2 separate regions of the Mus musculus genome follow, and region 2 is linked to region 1. Evidence: chromatin contacts called from public Hi-C data. All regions are on one chromosome and are shown on one strand. Each heading gives the region's core, a stretch centred on a gene start, on an enhancer-like site or on the middle of the called end of the contact. The rest is flanking DNA. Distances are from core to core; before and after follow the strand shown. Region 1 overlaps Arhgap44 (Rho GTPase activating protein 44). Region 2 holds the start of 1700086D15Rik (a long non-coding RNA gene).

What was found. A called contact is a pair of places that touch in the nucleus more often than the background predicts.
Region 2: a contact with region 1 is called in a Hi-C map of cerebral cortex, with 2.2 times the contacts expected there. The contact joins the promoter of 1700086D15Rik here to the enhancer-like site in region 1. A contact is called at or near these places in 3 of 484 Hi-C or Micro-C datasets (cerebral cortex, nephron progenitors and olfactory sensory neurons) and 2 of 9 other capture datasets (adipose tissue and pancreatic islet).

The regions. Positions count from the first base shown.
Region 1 is chr11:65,020,852-65,025,303 of GRCm38.p6, forward strand. It overlaps Arhgap44 (Rho GTPase activating protein 44), which reads right to left. Exons shown (of 20, transcript NM_001099288.1): 14 at 3,340-3,453; 15 at 2,275-2,366; 16 at 1,090-1,270. Among named protein-coding and RNA genes, the nearest start is that of Elac2, 44 kb to the left of the region's middle. Within about 2 kb of position 2,115, at least 4 of the 459 cell types and tissues checked have an H3K27ac peak or open chromatin away from gene starts, as enhancers often do. A contact at or near this core is called in cerebral cortex, where this site is marked.
Region 2 is chr11:65,157,560-65,162,011 of GRCm38.p6, forward strand. 1700086D15Rik (a long non-coding RNA gene) reads right to left here and starts at 2,341. Exons shown (of 2, transcript XR_003949567.1): 1 at 2,309-2,341. All of the region lies in intron 1 of Arhgap44 (Rho GTPase activating protein 44), which reads right to left. LOC115487730 (a long non-coding RNA gene) reads left to right here and starts at 2,321. Exons shown (of 3, transcript XR_003949568.1): 1 at 2,321-2,654; 2 at 3,262-4,452.

The DNA.
Region 1 (4,452 bases), core at 865-3,364:
ACTCTCCTCAGACCTAGAGTCTGAGGCCATTGAGTGGCTGCTTACCATGCCTTGCTGGAGTGAGTTATGTAACCTGCTTATGCCTCTGTTGCTTACTGAGGCAATCGTGTTGTGTAATTAAACATTATGTAAACTGATTTAATGGGAGCGTGGAGTGGCTGCTCCTCCGCATGCTTACATGCTAAGCTGGGTATATTTGAACTGCATTCAAGTAGGCAGACCCTGGGGAAAACCCTAGAAAACCTGTATGCATGGGCCACTGCTAGGTTCAGGGTTTCTTTCCAGTCTCACAGAGAAAGTCACTCATCAATGGTGCTGCATATGGGAGCTTAAGGTGGCAGATGAACAGGTCTACAATGAAAGTGAAGCCAACGAAGAGGCAGGAGTGGCCACACTTTTATACATGTTGGGCTTTTGGAAATTCTACAGTACTGAGATTTGTCTTCACCTACGCAAAGTGTGACCTGTGTCACTGGGCCACACTCCTAGCTACACGTGGGTGAATCCTAAGTCAAGACAAAGAGCTTGTGGGCTGGGAGTGTGGCTCAGCTGCCAGAGGGTGAATCTATCATTCACAAAGCTCTGAGTTCAATCCCCAGCACTGCCTATAACCAGGTATATGGATACACACCTAGAATACCTGTATTTGGGAGATGGAGACAGGAGGATTATAAGTTTAATGTCATTCCCTATACAGACAGTGCATGATTAGCCTGGGCTAATATAAGACTATATGTTGAAATAAATAAAACAATAAATTAATGAGGATTATTGTGACTTTTAAAAAAAAATTCCCTTCATTGACCAACATTTCTTTATTTGCTGAGAACTAGTCATACTGATGGCAATCAGGTAAGCTAAGCAGACTCTACTTACCTCTGGCCCCAAAGGGAAGCAGGCCAAAGAAACCTGTCCCAGCACACACAGACAAAAGCATCCGGAATGAGGTCCCAAATGAATTGCTACAAGCCACCTCAAGTGTCTTAGTAAGTACCGCCTTCCTGTCGATTCTGGTTTTCCTAAATACACCCTCCCCTACATCAGTTTTCCCAATACTATATACTATATAGAAGGGGCGCTAGCTCATACCCATCCTTCTTGTAAAACTCCAGCATCATGTTGTCTGTGGCAACACTGAGGGGCCGGCGGGCCTGCTCTGGCTGGCGCCGGTCAGCAGGGTCCATGTCTGGGGAGGGCATTGAGCTGTAGTTGGCATTGTGGTTCACGTGGACTGGACTCCCGTAACTGCCTGTGAGGTTGAACTCTATCTCTGCAAGGAAAAAGAATCAGTGTCTGTCATCTCTCGTGAGGGCACACACTTCCGAGACAGAGAGACGCTCACGTGCTGCCTCTAGAAAAAAGTCACCTCATGGTCCATACCAGCTAACCTGTTGATATCAACTCTCCATACTGACCAGACAACAAAGAGACTTATGTGACGGGCAGATTGGCCTTTAAGAGAGGGAGATAACCAGGTCAGTCTTGACTGCTGGGGTCCTGGCTTTAGTAGCATTTTGTCCTCACACGGGTTAGTGGTGACTGACAGCTAAAAGCTCACCCGCAACACTCAGTACACAGGACGAGCAGGAGCAACATGTTGTTGTTTTAACCACCATGACTACAACTGTTGTCTCCATAAAACGATCACCACAGGGAACCACTCGTGCAAGGATGCTTCTGTGGCTCAGAACATCTTGTAGATTCCCTAGTAAAAAGCTGCCTTAAGTGCCTAATTACAAACCAGGCACAAAAAAGCAAGTCACTGCTTTGGAAGCCCTGCTTCTCTGTGCTGAGGGGCAGCTCAAAGAACATCCTTTAAGACAGTGGCATCCAGGTGATGGCTGGACCCTGAACTGAAGCGCTCCCCACTCCTTCCCTACCTTCCACTGTAACATCAGGTTCAGCCACCCTCTGCATTTGGAAAGTGGGGAGTTTGGAGCTAAGGAGCACTCTATTTTGGGCCAGTTTCCACATTGTGTAGGTGTGAATAAACCACAGTGTAGCTGTTGGGTCAGGAGAATCGGACCTACTCAGTACCAGGCACGGATGTGTGGATGATGGAAATGTCTCCCGGGTCGGAATAGAGAAGGGAGCAGCCGAGGCTTTACTCCAGTGCCAGCTGCATCTGTGGGTAAGTGTGTGCGGGCGGAGTGTGAAGAAAGCCATCCAAAGCCTGGGTGCACACCCCTGGCTTCCCAGGCGTCAAGCTCACAGTGCACTTCTTGTCCCCACGTCTGCCCCTCTGCCCCTTAGATGTGAATGCTGAAACATTACCTCCAGGGAAGAACCAGTCTGCGTGCTGGATAATGGGCTCGATGATGCCAACGATCTGCAGGGAAACTGTGGTCATCATCTCGGTGATGTTCCTGTAAACGGAGCAGAGCAGTGGGGTTAGCAGCGGAGGCAGGGGGACAGCTGCATAGTCCTCTGGGCACTGGAATTCTGCAGGCCCAGGTCTTCAGCTGCTTTCCAGAAGCTTTGTGGACAGCATCACTCCTGGTGACTACCAAATACCCGTAAGTGCTTCTTCAGCACAGGGTAGCTTGTCTGCTTTAAAACACTGCTGCCTCTTGCAGACAAGTCTCCACCCTTTCAAGTCTAGATGCCTGGACTTCTTGCAAAATGCTCTCTTCTGTCCCTTGCCCTCCTCTGTCATGCTCCATACTAATTTAGGTTAGTCACAGAAGACCACACTCAGACCCATTGCTCTGAGCCTGTCAGTGAGGAAGATCCATAGAATTATGTTCCTCCTCCTGGCGCCAAGAGAAAGGAACAGGCTAAGATGTGTTAGAGATGGGTTTTAATGCTTTGATTTAATAGGGAATCTGTGTGTCCAAACACTGAAGGTTCTTCTCTCCAATTGGCTTTTGATCAATAAAGATGGCAGGGGCCAATGGTTGGACAAAGGGAGATGAGGCACGACCTTTATATTTGCACAGGCTAGGAACTAGGAAAAAGGAGATAGAGAATCGCCATGACTTTGGGGAGAAGGACAGGACATAGGAGCTTCAGGAGAGAAGGCCAACCGGCCATGTCAGAATTTGGGTGAGTGGCCACTGGCCACTTCTCCAACTGGACCTGGGGTAGCCAGGGAAGGTTTAGGAGTGTCCAGCCTTTGAGGTAGCCACGACATTTTAAAATGAACTGGTGTGTGTTTGTGTGTATCTGTGTGTCTTCCATTGGAGAATCCAGCTCCTGGGCGAGTGTGAGCTTGCAACCCCGCTGGGAAGCAAAGCAGTGTAGTCCAAACTCACTGCTACAGAGATGACTCAGGGCCCAGGTCTCCTGCCCTACAGCCCATGCCTGGCACCCTAGGGGGCCTCTCCTTCCTGTACTCACCCCTCTGACTGTGGCCAAAGGAGATTGGGTCCCAGGACAATTGCCATGTTACTGGGAGTCATCTTGTTTACATCCTGATATTCAGACAGTTTCGATAAAAATTTGATCAAGTATCTGAAAGGCAATGAGAAGAGTCAGGTTTAACTGGGGCTTAACACTAGCCACTGTCTCGCAGGACCGAATAGAAACTTCTCTCCCGTAGCGCGTTCTTGGCAAGGAGACTCATTCTCTTCCCCAAAGCAGACAGACCCAGAACTCACCCACTTAGATGCTCACATCTACTCCAGTGAACAACCAGTAAGAAACCATCTGTCCTTGTGCCTCAGGTACAGGATGCCCAAGGGGTGTCTCTCACCATACCCTATTACCTCTCATACTCACTGTATAACAAAGCGTCTGTGGATATCCACAGACCGGGGCCTTATGAACACTGACTCAGCCTTCTTGGAAAGCTCCAATGAGACCCAGCAATCCCACTGGTAGGAACACACCCAAGAGAAATACTCCCACGCACAAGGTGCTAAACAGACATCCGGAGAGGCATTATTTGTGGTATTCTTACAGCTGAGACCACGCAGATGCCCTTGGAGTGAATGAGTGTATTTAGAATGTTACTAATGCATAAAAAAGAATGGAGACTTGACACTTTCTGCCATGTGGGAAGGCCTGGAAATGTGGCAATGGAAAGGAGACAGAAAAGGCTACACAGTGCAGTTCTACTCCATTATGTGAAATACCCAGAACAGGGAAGTGCGCCATGCAAGAGGCTGGATTAGGGGCTGCTGGACTCAGCTGGGGTGGTGAGGAATGGCTGCAGTGGGAACTGGGTTTCTTTGGGCAGTGATAAAAACACCCCCAAACCAGATATTATTAATGGGTACACAGCTATGAGAATGTAGACTCAATCCCAAATGTCACCTTTAGAAAGACACAGTGGTGTGTGACTGATGCCTCGATCACATTAGTTTTTAACAATGAGAATGAAGGAGCTGTGCATAAGGTAAACATCCAAGAGCAGCTTGGGCATGCCACACTGAGAATATGCTGTCCTCCATAGAGGCCCCAGGGCCTCTGGACTCCTAGCTACAAAAGGCTGTCATCCTCCCTTGCGTC
Region 2 (4,452 bases), core at 1,091-3,590, 140 kb after region 1:
AAGAGGGCCTGCCTGGGCTCCCAGGACTCTCTCTACTGAAGAACTTAAGGGGAGTCTCTGGTCTGGAGAAGCCTGCTGCCTCTCATAGAAAGAGGCTGCAGAAGCCTGCATTGATCTGAGAAGTCCAAATCACAGCCAGCTTTTGCAAAAGCAGGTGATGACTAATCTAGACTTGTTCTGACTTTTCCCCTCTGGTCCTATTGATTGCCTGATGGCTTTCAGAGACCTACTGAAGGACAAGCCGTCGCTTCAGGCAAAGGGTCCTCAGTGGCTTCGGCCAGAGCAGAAATGCCAGCTATGCCAAAAGTTCCTAGAGCAGCCAGGGCTATAAAGAGAAGTCCTGTCTCAAATAACCAAAAAAAAAAAAAAAAAAGTTCCTAGAGCCTGTGCAGCCTCATGCCCGGCCGGGGACCACTGTTCCTAGAGCCTGTGCAGCCTCATGCCCGGCCGGCCGGGACCACTGGCCGATGCCTGGACTGCCTGCAGTTCAACTGTGCAGGCTGCGCTGCGGCAGCGAGGCTTGGCAAGGCTGCAGGAGAAACCAAGCCCTCTCAGCTCTGTCTTGCACACTAGCAGTCGAGGAATAGAAAGCAGAGCTCTGGAGGCAAAATTCATCCTTCCACCCCCCAACTTAGCACCTCTAAACCCACACAACCCAGCGCAACCCAAACAGCCTTGCTCGCACCTACAATGTTACCATCTACAAGCCTGGGGCTCCTTGCTTCCTCTGGAACTCTGCCAGCTTTCCTCCAAGGGCAGACCCCTCGCAGAGCAGTTGGGTAGTCGCCACTGGAACCCATTTCCAAGACCCTGTACATAGAAGGCTAATGTCTTCCAAAGACTGGGTCAACTTTCAAGAAAAACGATCAGAACCTTCGTGGTCCATCTGGTGAGCCCTTCACCAGGCCAGGCTCTCTCCAACCTCATCCCAGCCCTCTAAGATGGCGGCTTACTGTGCTCCCCACCTACAGACCGAAAAACAAGTCCTTAACAGGGGCTGACTTCCGGTTCTTGTATCTTCTCTTCAGGGGCTGACTTCCGGTTCTTGTATCTTCTCTTTCGCCCTGTGCTAAAGTTTCCGCTCAGCTCTGTGTTTCACCCAGGACAAGCCAGATATCACTTCCAAGAAGAACAGGCTCTCAGGATGGGTAGAACCCCAAGTAGACTCTAAGTTTCAACAACAACAACAACAAGCAGCAAATGGCGGCATGCATGAGGCTGAGCCCTCCTTCCAGTCCACAACCCAGCAGCTGCTGCCGCCCTTCGCTCCTCCAAAAAGGCAGCAGCAGGTGCTCTCCCTGCGTCTTTGAACTACTCTCCTTGAGTCCTCTGCTTACAATGCATACATCTTTTGATCCAGTTGCCCAGGAATTTCAGAGAACCCTCTGCATGCCACACTGTCTCTGCCTCCAAAGGAGCTTACAAATCGAGCTGGGAAGATGATCGGCAAGTTAAAGATCACACAACAAATGAACCATCAAAAGCGCAGCACACTCTTAGAATTCAGGCTCCAATGAACAGAACTTCAGTTTGCCCGGCACTGTAATATTCCCAGATCAAGGCACTGTAATATTCCCAGATCAAGGCATTGTAATATTCCCAGATCACGGCACTGTAATATTCCCAGATCGGAATAGTGTGTGGCCCAGAGGAGACAGCCAGTGATTTTACACTGAATAACTGAGCACAACATGCCATCCAAAAAGAGTTAGAATGCTGGCCCAAAGATCCTAAAGCTACTCTTAGCCATTTTTCTGGGGTAACTCCACCATCATTACAATGTCTATATCTCCAAGGGGCAACCATCACTGTTCTCATTTTGCTAATAAAAAAAAATGTGCAGAGAGCTAATCACAAGATCATTAAGCAACCATGCAAATGTGTCCCACTTGATAATCACTTGATAAGCAGGCACAGGCTGGCCAGGGAGAACTTTCCAGAGTAGGGTCGGAAGTGAAGAAACACATATGGGAAAATCAAGGCAGAAACATGTGAAGATGACCAAAGCAAGACCTCATGTAGTCCAGGTTGGCTTTGAACTCACTATGTTGCCTTCCCAATTCTACCTTCAGGCGGATTACAGGTATGTATCACCATGTGGTGCTGAGGACTGAACCCAGAGCTCCATACATGCTAGACTCTTCCTATAGTTGCTATGCTAAGTTGCTGATTTCTACTAAGATATGCCCAGTTCTGAGAAGATAAGCCAATGCCCAGAAGTTTTTCATTTGTAATAATCCCAAAACCTGTGAGTTACAGAAAGTGAGCTAGGTGGGGAGTGGTGGAGAAGAGCAGCTCTCAAGCTCACCTCTCTACCGGAAAGAGGTCACTAAGGCCTCTCTACAAAGCACTTTATGACATCACACCTACCATCCAGACTTCCAGCACTATGAGCTGCTAGTGAGTGGAGATACTAAGAAGCAAATCATGGCCCCTTTCCCAATGCACAGGTTGAGTCTCTCAACATTCTCAATAGGAAGAAGAACCCCCACGCTACCTCCTTTCATTCCCATCACTGGCCAGAAGTAAACCATTTCATCTTGGCAATAAATATTGACCGAGCACCAACCGTCTACAAGGCACTGCTCTGTGCCCTTGGCATGCGAGGGTGATCAATACATTCTACTGGAGACAGACGGGCAAAAATCAAAAAGGTACAAGCTTTCAAACTGTGGGGAGTAGTGGACAAAAATGAAAAGAATGATGGGTAAGAGTGAGGGAGCAGGGGTTTTATCTGAGCCTGAGAGCCAAGTGCTGATTGATGAGAAAGCAATTTGGGAAGACCACATCCTCAACCAGGTAGTAAAAATTGGTGGTCAGCAAGAACAAATCTCTAAAGTGGAGCTGGGCTTCATGTGTCCGAAGCACAGGAGTTCAGGGACAGGGAGACAGGAAGACAAAATGAGCATGCTGAGACAAAGGGGGGTCCAGAGGGATGTGGCTACTGAAATGCTGGGGCTGCTAAGCAAAATGATGGCACTGGAAGTGTTGAAGCAGTAGAGTATCCTAAACTAATTTTTGCTTCAACAGTTTACTCTAAACTTCACCAAAACAGACACAAGTCAGGCCTCAACTTTGTACATGTTGGTCATCCACCTAAGCGCTCAGCAGCTCTGGCATAGCAGGGTGCAGCCCCTGGATTTGTACTTCTAAGAATGTTCTTTGAATACATAAGACTACTTTTTACAATAATAATAATAATAATAATAATAATAATTCAGTCTGCTTTTGCCTATTTTTCATTTCCTCCACGAATGACAGTGAAAAATATAGTTCCTATGCCCATGCCTCAAAAATCTCACAACTTAAAAACAAGTCCTGAAGGAAGATAGGAGCCAGGTGTCTGGAAGCAACACGAATGCCTTCCCTGAGACATCTATATCCGAGCACCAATCTCTAACACTCCAAGAGAACACCAGGCTACTAAGTGGACTGAGAATACTCCATGAGAAACAGCAACCTGTGGTCAGAGTGAGGGGCCCACCCCTGGGATGTCTACTGCCATCATGTATGCCAGAGCCCAGGGAGTGTGATCCAGAAGCCAAGACAGTAAAGAATGGTCAGCTTGACAACCAACAGCTACACCCCCCAGTACCAGGAAAGCACTATCTCAGCATCCAACATACCAAAGACAGTCCACGTGAGGCTATATTTGTGGCAATACCGTGCCAAAAATCTGGGCTAATCTGACTCTGCTATTCATAAATTCCCCCCTCATGTTAAAGCACATGTGTTTGGGAAGGGAAAATGAATCCAAGTCTAGTTTAGAAGCTTGGAAACGCTTAGGTTACTTGGAAACCATCTGGAGTTCCTGAAAGCATGAGAAGCCATCACATCCCCTGCCCTCAAATGCCCACTGTAACTAGGGCAGTATGCTTCCCTCATGTCCTCTATTCTCCAGGGAAGTCCCCACCCCCACCCTACCAGGTGCCAGCTCAAGCTCCATTTCCCACCCAAGAAAGGTATTTGGTTTCTCAACAAACCTGGCCGAGAGCACTCTATGTGTGGAGCCTGCACTTGAATTGCACCCAAGGCTTGGTTCTTCCCTTTCTGCTTACTTTAAACTGCACACCTAAATTCCTTTAACAACCACACAGAAATCCGGCCCTGGGCACACAGATTCCATGAAAAATCCCCCTCTATCTAACAAGCCTGTGTTTCAAGAATGTCTAGCTTTGGACGGGACCCACTAAGAATCCTTATGTAACCTTAATAGATCTTGGCACCCCACAGATCCGCTCCTGGAGACACTGGCCCAGATCTAGTCCATGTTCACCAAGATGAGAGCAGTCTGGGTCCTGCAGATTCCTGGGGCCAAGCTGTTCTGGACTGGGAGGGAGGAGAGACTGTCCCATCCCCTACCTGGCTGAGAGCCTCTGATCCTCCTCTCTCTGATCCTCCTCTCATCTTCCAAGGGAGTTGAACCTCACTTTCGCAGCCTCCCTCCCTCCC